3 separate regions of the Sus scrofa genome follow, and regions 1 and 2 are each linked to region 3. Evidence: chromatin contacts called from public HiChIP or PLAC-seq data. All regions are on one chromosome and are shown on one strand. The core of a region is the stretch at or near the end of the contact, and the rest is flanking DNA. Distances in the headings are between cores, read along the strand shown.

What was found. HiChIP or PLAC-seq counts read pairs in DNA pulled down with a chosen protein or histone mark.
Region 1: a contact with region 3 is called in an H3K27ac HiChIP or PLAC-seq map of alveolar macrophages. The contact joins two enhancer-like sites. A contact is called at or near these places in 4 of 47 Hi-C or Micro-C datasets (alveolar macrophages, epiblast stem cells, fetal heart ventricle and 1 more) and 1 of 2 datasets of contacts at active chromatin or transcription factors (alveolar macrophages).
Region 2: an H3K27ac HiChIP or PLAC-seq map of alveolar macrophages shows a contact between it and region 3. The contact joins two enhancer-like sites. A contact is called at or near these places in 5 of 47 Hi-C or Micro-C datasets (alveolar macrophages, blood, liver and 1 more) and 1 of 2 datasets of contacts at active chromatin or transcription factors (alveolar macrophages).

What each region holds. Positions count from the first base shown.
Region 1 is chr1:240,644,964-240,649,464 of Sscrofa11.1, forward strand. No RefSeq gene overlaps it. Among named protein-coding and RNA genes, the nearest start is that of GALNT12, 52 kb to the left of the region's middle. Within about 2 kb of position 2,513, at least 20 of the 83 cell types and tissues checked have an H3K27ac peak or open chromatin away from gene starts, as enhancers often do. A contact at or near this core is called in alveolar macrophages, where this site is marked.
Region 2 is chr1:240,743,986-240,748,804 of Sscrofa11.1, forward strand. All of the region lies in intron 2 of COL15A1 (collagen alpha-1(XV) chain), which reads left to right. Among named protein-coding and RNA genes, the nearest start is that of COL15A1, 28 kb to the left of the region's middle. Within about 2 kb of position 2,311, at least 33 of the 83 cell types and tissues checked have an H3K27ac peak or open chromatin away from gene starts, as enhancers often do. A contact at or near this core is called in alveolar macrophages, where this site is marked.
Region 3 is chr1:240,884,338-240,888,902 of Sscrofa11.1, forward strand. All of the region lies in intron 2 of TGFBR1 (transforming growth factor beta receptor 1), which reads left to right. Among named protein-coding and RNA genes, the nearest start is that of TGFBR1, 26 kb to the left of the region's middle. Within about 2 kb of position 3,289, at least 2 of the 83 cell types and tissues checked have an H3K27ac peak or open chromatin away from gene starts, as enhancers often do. A contact at or near this core is called in alveolar macrophages, where this site is marked.

The DNA of each region.
Region 1 (4,501 bases), core at 1,263-3,762, 240 kb before region 3:
TAGCATCTTTTGCCATCTGGAGAGGCTGAAAATTTTGAAATAATTCAGTCCTACTTAATTTTTGTGTAACAATTTTCCCCTCATTTATCTCTCTCCTCTTGCATTTTACCATAGGCGTCAAGGAGAAACTAGGCAGCATCTTCAGCACTGCTTGGAAATCTCCTTAGCTATATAACCAGGTTTATCCCTTATAAATTCTTTGTAACTTCAGGAGGCAATTTTGCTAAGCTTTCTGTCACTATATCATAAAGATCTCCTTTTTCCACTTTCTAATAACATATTCCTCACTTCCTTCTAAAACTTCACCAGCAGCATCCTCAACATTTATATTTCCACTAAAGAGTCTCTTTAAGGAAACCTGTTCTCTATCAGGTTTTGCAGAATTTCTCTAGCTTCCTCCTGCCCAATTCTAAAGCTGCTCCTACATTTTGGGTATTCATTACGGTGGCATCTCACTTCCAGGTACCAAAATCTGTGTTAATTTTCTATTGCTGTGTAATAAATTGCCACAGACACATAGTGGCTTAAAACAGCATCATTTATTGTTTTCCCATTCTTATAGATCGTAAGTCTGGGCATGGCTTAGGTGGGTTCTCTGCTCCGTTCTCAGTCTCACTGGCTGAAATCAATGTGTCAGCAGGGGCTGCAGTCTCACTTGGGACCTGGGCTCTTCTTCCAAGCCCACTGTTGGCAGAATTCAGGTCCTTGTGGCTGTAGGATTGAGAACCTCAGCCTCTAGAGGTCGCCTGCGTAGAGAATCTCCTGCTGGCTTTGAAGAAGTCAACTGCTATCTTGTGATGGGCCACATAGCTAGAACCTGAGGTGGCCTCTGGGAGCTCAGAGTGGCCAAGTTCATGTTGAATTTATGGAAACAAAGGGTCATCCATATGATTATTACATTAATAACAATGTAGATAATACCAGTACCTTTGGAACTCTGGTTCAGGCATGCCCATCTCATCAGATGCCTACTTACCATTCCAGAAGATTCCTTTTTGAAAACTTGTCAGAACTCCTAAGAACCTGAACCTTCATTACATGACAGACTCCCTCCATGTGAGTAGGGAAAAAATTTGTTTTTGGGGTTTATGTATTTGCATGGGTTTCTGGATTTCTTTATGGGCTCACTGGCTAACTGTGTGTTAAAAGTTTCTTGCACTATCTAGCTTCCCTTTTCTCCTCCTACTAAAACAATACTTTTTACAATTTTTTTTACATGGGAATCAGCTGGCGTCTTGTTAAAAGGAAGATTCAAGTTCCATCCTTTAGGTTTGGGATGGGCCTTGAGATTCTGCCTTTCTCGAAAGCACCTAGATGGTGCCAGCACTGCTGGTCTGTGGACAAGATTTTGAGTAGAAGTTTATTTGAGTGAGAATAAGAAGGCAGGTCTTGGTTGGCTGGTCACTGGTGCCTACTCACACACACACTAGGTGGTGTTGTCAGCTCAGAAAATACCACAGTGCTTTCATTGAGGCCAAGTCTATTGGTCTAAAAAAAAAAATCCTCCAAACCTCACATCTGTGGGCTGCAGATCTGGAAGGCACCCAGAAATCATTCGGTGCCCAGGGTAGCTGATGGGGAATGAGGCCCATGAGTGAAAGGGTTTGCCTAAGATCACACAGCAAGTTAAGGACCACATTTTCTTTGTCAATACCTGTCATTCTGTGTAGTAATCAGTGTTCTAAACTTGGCCTGGGTATGTTTTTCTTAAAGTGTTACATCGGTACTCTTTTTTTTTTTTTTTTAAAAAAATCCTACTTCAGATATTGGCTTTGCTGTATTGCATTAAGTTATAAAGTATAAAAGGTTTCGTATCTTGATAAAAAGTTCCAAAGACTTTGCCACATGGTTCGTTGTATCAGAGCCTCAATGTTTATTTTGCAAGTGGCGTTGGAAATTCTGGCCTCTTAGTCTCCTAATGTTTATGAGATTTAATGCACCACACACCACGTTTCTCACACTTACACACAGCTTCAGAGTTTTGTTTTCAAGAGTATTATTTTGTTGGCTGCTATAGGGTTGACTGAGGATTGCTGTCTCCTTTGTATTATCAGCAGCTATTAATGATGATGATAATAATACCATGAGTTGGGTCCTCCTCTAAACACTTCATGTACATGAGCTAACTTAATTCTGAAAATACCCAGTGAGTTAGGTGTTGGTCCTACCCTCCCCTCCCCCATCTCCCCCTACCCTCAATTTAAAGGTGAGGACACTAAGGCTCAGAGAAGGTGGGGAACTTGTCTAAGGTCACACAGCCAATCAGTGAAAGTGCTAGAATTTAAATCCAGACAGTCTTGCTCCAGAGCTCAGTTGTAACTGCTGTGACCTGGTGCATCCTGGAGGGGAGGGGAAGCAGCTTGCCCAGGTCAGGCAGCTCATACACCCTGACCACGGCCCTCCCCTCATTCTTAGTCCAGTTATACCACATTGCCAGTCGTGGCAGAGGAATTAACGAGAATCTGTTCTGCTTGGAGAGTACAGGGGTCATGGCAGAGGCACATCTCTGGGCAGCGTGTTCCCTTCAAAATGCCAGGTCGGGGGCAGAACCAGTGCTGAACCACTGGGATGCAGACCTGCTCCTCCAGGTGCAGGTGTCCAGTTAGGGCTCCATTTTGCCCACCTTCCCACTCTGTGCGCTTTCTCTTAAAACAAAAGCCTGGGAAGGCAAGTTTTGGGAGCGTTTCTTCTGTTTCTCCTTTGAGACTCTTGCTGCAAAGCCAGGGAGGCCCAAGTTCACGGCCAGATCCACTGCGGTTGCCCCATCTAGCACCTCCCTGTCTTCAGAGGGCTTAAAACCCGTGGGACTGAGGGTTCTGTCCCATCAGACATGTCATGATTGCTCTGTGAATCATCTTGAACCTTCTTTTATGAGGCAGAGGTCAGGGGAACCGATGGCTCATCGCTGTTCAGATGGTTAATTCAGTGTCCTAAAAAGAAATTGCCAAATGGGTGTGTCTCCCGGGCAGCTCTGGTTATTAACTCAAGAGTGATTGCAAAGCACCACTGGATTCTGACTGCCAACTGTTATAAAAGGAAGCAAGTTACTGGGTTAGGGAATTTGTAGGGACTTTAGAAGTCACGTGTCCGGCTCCCCCCTAAGCAGAAATCCCCCCTTGTCCCCAGCAGTGGCCAGCTGACCCTAGCTTGTGCACTGCCTGTGGGGACCTCTTCCCCCTTCACAGGCTGTCCATTGTATTCTTGGATGGCTTCTCATGAAGCTGTAATCTGTCTCCCTGTACTTCCTTACTGCTCTGGACCCCCGCTTGGAGGCCACCCAGTGTGTTTGTCCTCTGCCCCTCAGAGATTCAAGGAGAGAGGATGTGTGTCTCTCTTCAAACCGTCGTTATGGGAGGTGCTTTGCATTGGAGTTCTGGGAGAGAGTAACGATAGATGTTTGCATTAACTCTGCTGCATTTAACCAAAGGTCAAAACTCCATCCCCCTTCCCTGCAGAGAAGTCTGGTCTAGCTCAGGCTCCCCCAGATGCTCTGAGGGCAATGAGACACAAATAGGTGGGGCGGGGGGAGTGTGTGTGTGTGTGTGTGTGTGTGTGTGTGTGTGTGAGTGTGAGAGAGGGAGAGAGAGAGAGAGAGAGAGAGAGAGAGAGAGAGAGAGAGAGAGAGAGAGAGAGACAGCAAGAGGGAGAAAAATGGTGTCAGAGATCCTTCATTTTCCATAATAGAAAGTCAGTAATAGTGGTCTCAAACTGAGAAATCATGAGCAAGCAGGGCCAATGCGTTCTTTGAAATTTGGAGGCAAATACTGGAAGAAATCGCTGGAAATGTGGACAGGAGGGGCTCTCTGCAGAGCCAGATCTGCGTGTGGTGGGGGGAGGGTGGGACAGGGGACTGCCAGTTTTATTAGAAACCTTGAGTGCTCTTAGGCCTTTTAAGCTAAGTACATGTACTTAAGCTAAGTATATGTGTTGAAAATTATCTTTAAAAATTCTCCCAAATGGAGTCTGAGCCCAGATTCTTGTTGGTAGGAAAACAATCAGGGGTTTGGCTTTATTTGGCAGAGTAGCTTTAAAAGAGGTTGGGATATGCAGAAAGACAGACTTGGTTATAAATTCGGTTGGTGAGCTTGCCAGTTTTGTGACTTTGGGCAAGTTACTTAACCTCTGAGCCACAATTCCTCAGTGTAAAATAGAGGCTGTGCCAGGACCTGAGTCTCAGGGATTATGAGGATTGAATGAGATGAGGTGGGCTCAGAGCACTCAACAGAGTAGGGGCTCAGGGACCTTTTCCTGACCAAAGAGTCCTCATTGCCAGATCTCAGAAATACCTTGAGGACCAGAGCAGCTGTCAGAAACAGCACATATCCAACCCCTGCCGGTAGAATGTTTGCTCTTCATAGAAGCCCTGGATTCTGTCCTGTTTGGTGCTTTGTGGCAGAACTAACGAGCAAGCGCCCCTGCTAGTTCCCAGTTCTCCTTCCCTTTCCATCTGCAGGGAAATTAATCTTCACCCCTTTGCTGCTCATAACTAGTTCATCTGCAG
Region 2 (4,819 bases), core at 1,061-3,560, 140 kb before region 3:
GAGTTACTTCCTCTCTCTAGGGCTTGATGCCCTCCACTGCCAAAGGCAAGAATGATCACTGCTTTGCCTCTGCTCTGGTGGAGGGAACAGGTGAAAGGATGCTTCAGAAGCTGGAGAGGGTGCTGGTGGGTGCACACTTCTTCCTGCTGGGACTCCCAGCTGCACCCAGCTCTTCCCAGCTGTGCCCAGCTCTTCCCAGTTGCGCCCAGCTCCTTCCAGCTGCCGGATCAGGCAACCAACTTGCAGGGCCCACACCTTGCCAGGACTTTGACCACCTCCAGACCCCTTCAAAACCATCCTTTTTTCAGTAAAGGCCAGAGGCCTACGAAAGAGAGAGAGAGAGAGAGAGGGTGCTCACACAGTAACTGCATTGAGCAGGAAAATTCCTGCGCTATATATGAAAACCGGAAAAGGGAAAGAGGCGTTCTAAGTTTACATGTAGAAAAATGCTCTTCTGTAATTCAGAAAAATGAGGTCTTTGATTGTTGGCAAGCCCAGGTCTCCCTTCTAAGTTGATCCAGGATTTTTTCCCTGGCAGGGAAACAGTTCTTTTTCTAAGAAAGGCATTGGGTGGTAGGTTTTTCTAAGAACCTCTTGCACCTTTGCTGGTTGCAAATGTGTGCGTGAATGAAGCCCCTGCAGCAGGAATTCTGTACGTGAATTCTCTTGCGTTTTCATTTTCCTTGGGAAGGGAGTCAGGTAGAGCCAGGCGCGTCTGGGGACTCAGCCTGGGTGGGGCAATGTTTCCTTACAGGCAGAGCTGTGACATTTTCCTGGGCACAGTGCTTCCCGCCTCCGGCCAGGCCTTGCTATCCAAAGGCAAGGATGTCTGGGGGTGGGGGGGAGAGGAAGCTAGATTTGTCCTGGTCCCTGTTGGAGTCATTCCTTCCAGGCCTGAAGGCTGTGGGCTGAAGGAACCGGCAGTTAAGGGTGGTTAGAGAAACTAGAAAACAGATGGGAGACCAGGAGGATGCAGCATTGGAGACATTTGGACCTGGCAAGGCCCTTTGGAAACCATCTGATGCAAGGCTCTCATTTCACAGACCAGGAACCTGAGGCTCAGAGGGAGGGGCCTGCTCAAGATCATACGCTGTGTTGGTGTAGAGTCTGCCTCCCAGGCCGGGCCCCGTCCATCATCCGTGCAACATCTGAGGGGCCGTGGTGTGAAAGACCAGGCCGACTTGTGTGTGGTCCAGAGGGCAGAGTTAGGTCCAGCCCGGCAGGCGGGGGCCTCAGGGGCACATGCCTCAGCTCACCAGGAGGGAGAACACTTAGAATTGCCCGGCAGTGGTCAGGGTTGCCCTGGGGGGGGGAATGAGTTCCCTGGGAGGGGAGATGCCCAAGCGGAAACCAGATGGACCTGGGAGGGGGATGCGGCAGAGGAAACTCCTTTCCAGATGGTGAGCTGCACTCTCTACATAGAGTTTGTGGCTTGGTGAACTCCCAGCTTCCTGCCTCTCTGGGGAGGTGTGAGGAAGGGAGGCCACAGGCCGGGAGGTCTGATTTAGATACACCCAGAGTCCTCAAGGCCACCTCCCTGTAGGGTGTCCAGAGGGAAGGGGAAGAACAGTCCTGAGAAGATGAAAGAATGTCCCTCTCCCAGACAGGATGGGCTGAGAAACCATGAGGGAAGGGACACGGGGTCTCTGAGGTCCCCAGTGTCTGCTATAGGCAGCGAAGGAGCTATTGGGAACCTCCTCTCTCCCCAGGGGTTGAATTCAGGGAAATCCAGGACAGAGGGGCCCAGGTGATGTCCCCAGGGAAGTCACCCCCTTTTTACCTACATATTTAGCCTCCTGGCTGCAGCAACATGGGGTTATCTAGACCCCCAGCCCTGACCCAGAGGATATTAACCAGCTTTGAAGTGTCACTGAGTCCCCATTCACACTGGCTAATGTGTTCTGTTGTCTTTATAGATGCAGGAGGAATGGAATGTGGGGAGGAGATACCTTTTACTCCCCCAGGCAGCAACCAGTGCAGGAAAAGGGCAGAGGATGGGAGGGAGGTACCTGGGTCCTTGTCCTGGCTTGTCTACAGTTTCCCAGGTGACCTCAGATCTACTCTCTTGGGTCCCTTCCAGACATGACTCTGATTCTTTTGTTAGGACCCCCATTCTCCCAGTTTCCCCAGATAGACACACAGGTGGGTCCCTGGCAGCTGCAGCCCCAGAAGCCTTCCTTAGTTTTCATAGATGCAGTACTCGGTGTGGCCGCCAGGAGCCGCTGCTGCGCACGTTCCTGGAGTGTCCTCAGCCTCCCTGTCTGGCTTCTTTGCAGCCCTCTTTGACCTAGAGCCAGAGGAATGCTCCTTAGCCCCTTCGGGCTTTAAATGCTAACAAACGCAAGCACCGGGCTCAGATCCCAGACAATCATCTGTGAGATGGAGCTTTGCAAAGCCAGATACTGTTCCCTAAGGAGTCAATGTCCCATAGCCCAGGCTAGCCCCAGGCACTGCCTCAGGACCCCAAAGATGAAAGTGCTGAACCAGCCCATTACACAGAAGGAGAAATTGAGAGTTGGCTGGGGAGGAGAGATGTCAGCTGTTGTGAGTCTGTGGCTGAGAGGAGGAGAGGACAAGGTTCTGCTTCTTTACCTTCTCTAGCCTGGTCGCTGTCATCTGTCTGGAAGAAAACTCTGAACCCTGCCCTGTTTATTTCTCCATTGCTAGGATTCTGCCCTGGCTTCTATGGAAACTGATTTTGGACCCCTGGGAGGAAAGTTGTGCCATTTGGTGACTGTTCAGATTTTCCTCTGCCTCGCCCATCTCTAAAGCTGTCTGATTCCTCCTCCCTGTGCCCTCAGGAAGGGCTGCCCCTGAGTTGTGCTCAAGAGCCCAAATCAAAGACTTGAGGAAAGTGAAGCCCAGTTGCATCCACCTCTGTCCTTTCCTCAGGCCGCAGTGCCGAGTGCCTGCTCTGTGCCAAGCCCTGATGTGGGTATTTGAAGAAGGGGGTCATACCTGCAGCTCTGTGTATAGAGTGGGAGTAGGGCTCCAGGGTCTTTCTGAGTAAGCTTGGAAAGATTCGACTGTGAGAAGTAGAGAAGGATGTTACCAATGGAAGGAATAGCAGGAGCAAAGACAGAGCCAGGGAAAGGGAGAGAATGACGAGATGAAGCAGACAGGGTCTTGAGTGGAATTTCAACTTGATCCTGAGGGCACTGGGGTGCCATCGAAGGCTCTGGAGCTTGTGTGTAGCATGAACAGATGACTACTAATGGAGACTCCTAGATCATACTAACGGAGACCCCTTGAAAGCCTGCATTCTACGTTCAGCTCCATATTCCCAGCTGCACACAAGGCATGATGTGGGGGCTTTATAAATGTTATCAAATTCTTGAATTGGAAAAGTGAGTTAGAGAACCTCCATTAGAAAGGAAGCTATCCCTATGCATAAATGAAGTGAGAGATGAGGATTGAGGTCGGATGTCCTGTGAGGTAGGTAGTTTCTGTGGAGAAGTGTGGCCTTCTCCCTTAGAGGGCCCTGAGGTTCCTGAAGCTAGACAGTTCCATGATCAGCTCCCCATCAACCCTGGCCCCTCCAGAACGGTGGGATGTCTTCCCACCAGCTGTGATCTCCACACCCCCCTTCCCACCCAGCACAGAGCCATCCCAGGACAAGCCCAGGGACCAAGTTGCTGGGCCTGTTTGTCTTGGCTCCCTGGCTTCTCTCCCCTCCCTGGTGGCCGCCTGAGCAGGTGGCCCTCCTGCCAGAGGCCAAGGGGAAATAAGCCAGCAGGCTCCGGTGCAGCCCTGAGCATGGGTCACTCCAGGCCAGGGGTCGCTCCCTGCCACACCATATGATGCGCTGGGACAGTGTGTGTGGAGGGAGGGGGTAGTTGCTGAGAGCGTGGCTAGGCTGACTTGGGCTTCCTCTAGATTGTGGCTTGGCTCCCCCTGTGGTCCAGCCAGTGGGAGCAAGGCCTGTGATTTGGTCCCTTGCAGCAGAGGCCGGGGTGGCCGGGGGCAGGGAGGATTAGGAAGGGATTTCTTTGGAGACTTTGGTGTTTTCTATATCTTGGAATCAAACAGAAGACTAACTGCTACCATTTGTTGAGCACTTGTACTTTCTTTTCTTTTTTTTTTTTTTGGTCTTTTTAGGGCTACACCCACGGCATATGGAAGTTCCCAGGGTAGGGGTCAAATTGGAGCTGCAGCTGCCAGCCAACGCCAAAGCCACAGCAACACCAGATCCAAGCCGCATCTGCAACTTACACCAAAGCTTGCAGCAACGCCATATCCTTAACCCACGAGCAGATTGAACCTGCATCCTCATGGATCCTCGTCAGGTTCTTAACCTGCTGAGTCACAATGGGAACTCTGAGCACTTATATTTTCCACCCATCATCTCATGTAGTCCCCACGTGTGAGATGGGTGGGACATCCCCACGGCACTGGTAAGTTATCCACCCCAAAACTACCCGCTTTCTTAAATGGCCAAGGCTGAATCAGAACCCAGCTCTGTCCAACACAAGGCAGCTTTCCTCTGCAGGCTGCCTCTTTTGTCCACTCTCCAGCTGGCCAACCAACTGCCTGTGCCTGGTGGGACCGGGGTAGTCCAGGGGTTGTGGGAAGACCACCAGTTCCAGGTCACCTGTCATTCCAAATCACCCCAAGGCCAATTACCCCCCACCCCAGCTATCCTTGCTTCACTGCTCCATCTGCTGCTTCCTGGCTGTGTCTCCTGGTCATGTCATTCTCTCTTTGACCATCCATCTCTGTCTAGAAAATAAGGTTGGTGATTTTTTTTTTCCCCCCAAAGCAAAAATCCTCCTGGAACTGAGAATTCCTGGAATGGCCATGTGGACACCTTGGCTTTACC
Region 3 (4,565 bases), core at 2,039-4,538:
TTCTCAAACTTGCCATAATGTAATGGCCCCTTCGGAAAGAAAAACACAAATATATTTTTCATAATATTACTTAAGTTGTAAAGGCATGAAAATAGATATAAAATCTTTGTTTTTGGCTCTTTGACAACTGTAAACCAAGTCTGCATATCAAATATAAAAACAACTACAAAGCTGACAAAAATTCAAATTAATACAGTTACTCAGTGTGACAGATGATATTTAGGTTTAACAGTAGAAAAATATAGCCTTAGGTCTGATTCCATATAAAATCTGTTTTTATATTTTAACTTCAGTGATACTAAAAGCTGCAAGTGCCAGTTTTGATAATGTTGTTTAAGGTGGTATTAATTTCTTCAAGGCTTTGTAAGTTCAGGATAATCAGACCTCATACCTAACCAAACACTTGCTAGCAAGAATTCCTCAAATACCATTTTTTTTTTTTTTTTTTTTTTTTTTTGTCTTTTTGCCATTTCTAGGGCTGCTCCTGTGGTGCATGGAGGTTCCCAGGCTAGGGGTCTAATCAGAGCAGTAGCTGCTGGCCTTCACCAGAGCCACAGCAATATGGAATCCGAGCCGCGTCTGCGACCTTCACCACAGCTCACTCATAGCAAGGCCAGATCCTTAACCCACTGAGGAAGGCCAGGGATCGAACCCGCAACCTCATAGTTCCTAGTCGGATTCATTAACCACTGAGCCACGACAGGAACTCCTCAAATACCACTTTTAATGAGATGTCAACTGTCATATTCACTTGCCAGTGAAATTAACATTATGACATTGAAATCTTTGTCAAATGGCTTTTTAAAACAATGCTAGAAGCGAGAATGGAAAATGTCGCATAGTTAAAAACCACATTTACTGCTAATGAACTTTTGCAGATTGCACTGCAGAGATAAGGACCCATGTAATACTTGGAGCACATACATGGTATTGGCTATTATTGGACTATTGGTTTTTGAAAATACCTTGAAAATACCATGCTATATCACCATATGCTTTGATAATTCAAGTTTCCTGTAGATTTCACTCTTTCAGTTATAGTTACTATGAAACTCTTGTTTGTAGATTGTGCCAGGAGAACATTTGGCCTAAAGGAGATCTTAACCCAACTGAAGAAGCAGCAGTGTTTCTGGTTCTGCTTGTTTAGATAGCAGTTACCCATGATCCAGAATGTTGACTGTTTTTAATTTTTTTTAATTTTTTAATTTTTTGTCTTTTTGCCTTTTCTAGGGTCGCTCTCACGGTATATTGAGGTTCCTAGGCTAGGGGTCTAATCAGAGCTATAGCCATCGGCCTATGCCAGAGCCACAGCAACAAGGGATTGGAGTGCGACCTACACCACAGCTCGCAGCAACCCTGGATCCTTAACCCACTGAGCAAGGCCAGGGACTGAACCCGCAACCTCATGGTTCCTAGTCGGATTCATTAACCACTGAGCCACGACAGGAACTCCCAGGAATGTTTGCTGTTTATCTTAGATTTTTTTTTTTTTTCTTTTTCTGGCCCCACCTGTGGCATATGGAAGGAACTTCCAGAGCTAGGGGTTCGATTGGAGCTTCGGCTGCTGGCCTACTCCACAGCCACAGCCATGCCAGATCCAAGCTGCATCTGTGGCCTGCAGCTTGTGGCAACACCAGATCCTTAATCCACTGAGCGAGACCAGGGACTCGCAGACATCCTCACAGACTTTATGTTGGGTTCTTAACCCACTGAGCCACAGCAGGGACTCCAATCTTAGATTATTTTTAAATATTAAAAAAAAAATCGTATGCAATTTTAGACTCCCTGTCTCCCAACATATTCCTGTTTGGGAAACACTGCTTTGGCAAATATTTTCTGATCACTACCTAGGACTCTAGGATTCAAAAATGGGAAAACAAAACAAAAAACCCTTGGATTTCCCTAATGTAATGAGAGACACTTTAACAGCAAACTATAAATAGATCAATTTGTGCTAACCTAAAGGTATGCAGAGAGGACTCTGGGAAAAAATTGGAAGCAGTTGCTCAGCTGTCTTATGGGTAGCGGAGAGGAGCGCATCATGGAAAATATCTTGTTTGAATAGGATCTTAAAGGATGAGAGAGTGGGTTTAAAGTAGGCAGAGAAGTAGCAATGTAAAGACCTAGGTCATGAAAGACGTAATTTTCGTAATGATGAGAAGGTTGTGATCCTGGATGGCACTTGTAATGTGAGTGGTAGGTTTGGAACCCAAAAGTAAAAGTTTTAATCATTAGACCCAGTGTTTAGCTCTTATATCATATATCCTAAGGGAACCATGGAGATCTTAGAACAGGGAGAATATTCATGGCAGTATTTTTATATGTAGTAATTACCACACTGTATTGTAATGTTCTCCTTCACTGTTCATTGGAGCTCTTCAAGGGCCATGACCATGAGTTATTAATCTTTGTATACTAAGCTTTTGGTAGAGTAACTGATAAAACTAGTGCGTAGAAAACATTGGTTGATGACTAATGAGTAAAGAGGATTCAGGAGTGAATGATGACAGTCTTCTGTGGTGATGGTTTTTTTTTTTTTTTTCAGTGACAGACCATGTTGTGATTCTCTTTAGAGCTATAAACTTTGAAAATGCAAATACATACAACATTTGGTGTATAGTTTCATGGGATTCATGTATCGCTGAAGCCAGCCCATGGATTCCTGGTTCAGAACTCCTCCTTAGGAAATTACAGCCAGGGAACATATAATCACCACCAAACCTCACTCTGAATAAACTATGTCTCTTTTAACAGTCTCTAAATAATAGATTACAATTGTATCTTTCTTTTATTTTTCTTGATGCTTATATTTTATTATTTTTCTTTCTTACATTTTTCTTGATACTTATATTTCCTTCATGCTTGGGAGGATTTAATTCAAAGAGCTGAACTATTTATGGAGAAAGGAAAAAAAATGACTAAAGTAAAACTTTGCTGGTCTGTAAAGATAATAGACCAAGTGTGCTAATTAAGCCAGCGGCTAAGCTGCTTGAGGAGTTACTGACATTCCTGAGTTGGGTTTAGCAAGTGAATTGGGGGTTCCCCGAGACTATCCTCAGGCTTGATGTTTTGCAAGAAGGACTCACAGAACCCAGGAAGACTTTTATACTCATGGTTTTTATTTATTACCAGAGAAAGATACATATTAAAATCATCAAAAGGAAAAGGGAAAGCATATGGGGCAAAGTTGAAGAGAAACCAAGTTCAAGCTTCCAGATGTCCTCCCCCAGTGCAGTAGCACAGCTGCACTCCATAGCTTAGCAATGAAGTGTAGCATGTGAGAAGTGCTGACAACCAGGGAAGCTTACTGGAGCCTTGTTGTGCAGGGTTTTTATTGGTGGCTCAGCACACAGGCTTTGTAGCATTCTTATCAAGGAGAATATTTCAAGGAGTCAGAGCTCATCTCCCAGGAACTGGCCAAGGATCAGTCCTGAAGTTAGGTATGTCTTTGGAATGTGCAGGGTTTGAGCAACTTGGGCCTGCTGAGTTAACCCTTTCCTTCACTGCAAGTTAGCTGTTCAGAGTTAGTCGTCTTCTGGCCTGTCTAGTTACTCTTTTTCTGGTTATGGTAGACCTCCTTGGTCTCATCACAGATGGCCATTCTGCAAACCTGGACTCTTCTGTTTCCTTTGCCAACATGTAATTGGAAAGTTTGATCTCTGCTTCACAGTTTCATGAGATCATAGTGAAATCTAAGTGGCCAATTCTGTCATTCATCCAGCGTTATTTGAATGTACCAGTCCTAGTGGTAGATGTGAGTTTATAGAAATGATTATTATGGGTCTCTGCCCTCAAGGATCTTAGAGTTTCATAAGGAGAGGAAAAAATAATAACTCTGGGTAAGGAGTGTATGCTTTGGAGAGCATTAACCTTGTTGGAGAGTTTAGTAGAGGTGTACGTGTGTGTGTGTGTGTGAGTGTGTGTTTGGGAAAGTGTTGGTGATAATTAGAAGACTTCCCTTCATTGGTTACTCCTCAAGTTGAACTATAAAGATCATATAGATAAAAGTGGGTATAGAGCTAGTGTTTCTCCAGTCATTTCTGTAGCCAGTTGCTAGTGTGGTTGGAGCATATATGTATTGTTACCTTGCTTATGAGAAAGTAACCTAATTCTAATTAGAACATACTGGTCTTTTTTTAGGGTTTACACAAGAATGTCTGACAAATCTATTTCTTTTACTCCATTACTATAAATCCACCCTTGACATTTCCAACCTACACTGAGGCGGTAGTAGTATTTTCACATATTGCTCTCCAGTGGGGGGTGTATATGAATGTCTGGTTTTGGACTTAAAGGAATAAGTATAACCTTTAAAAATTTCAATGTACCTTTTTTCAAATGGGTTAGCAAATGCTTATCTTAATGTTAATGAAATTACATGTAATAATGTTTATATACTTGGAACTTAAAAAGTTTTAGGAAAGAACCTGGGTCCAGATTTCATCATATTTGGCTCCTACATATGTATGCTTCTTAACAGAATTTGGAACTTCTTAGAGTAACAGTTTTGTTTTGTTTTAATTTTATTGGAGCATAGTTGATTACAATGTTGTGTTAGTTTCAGG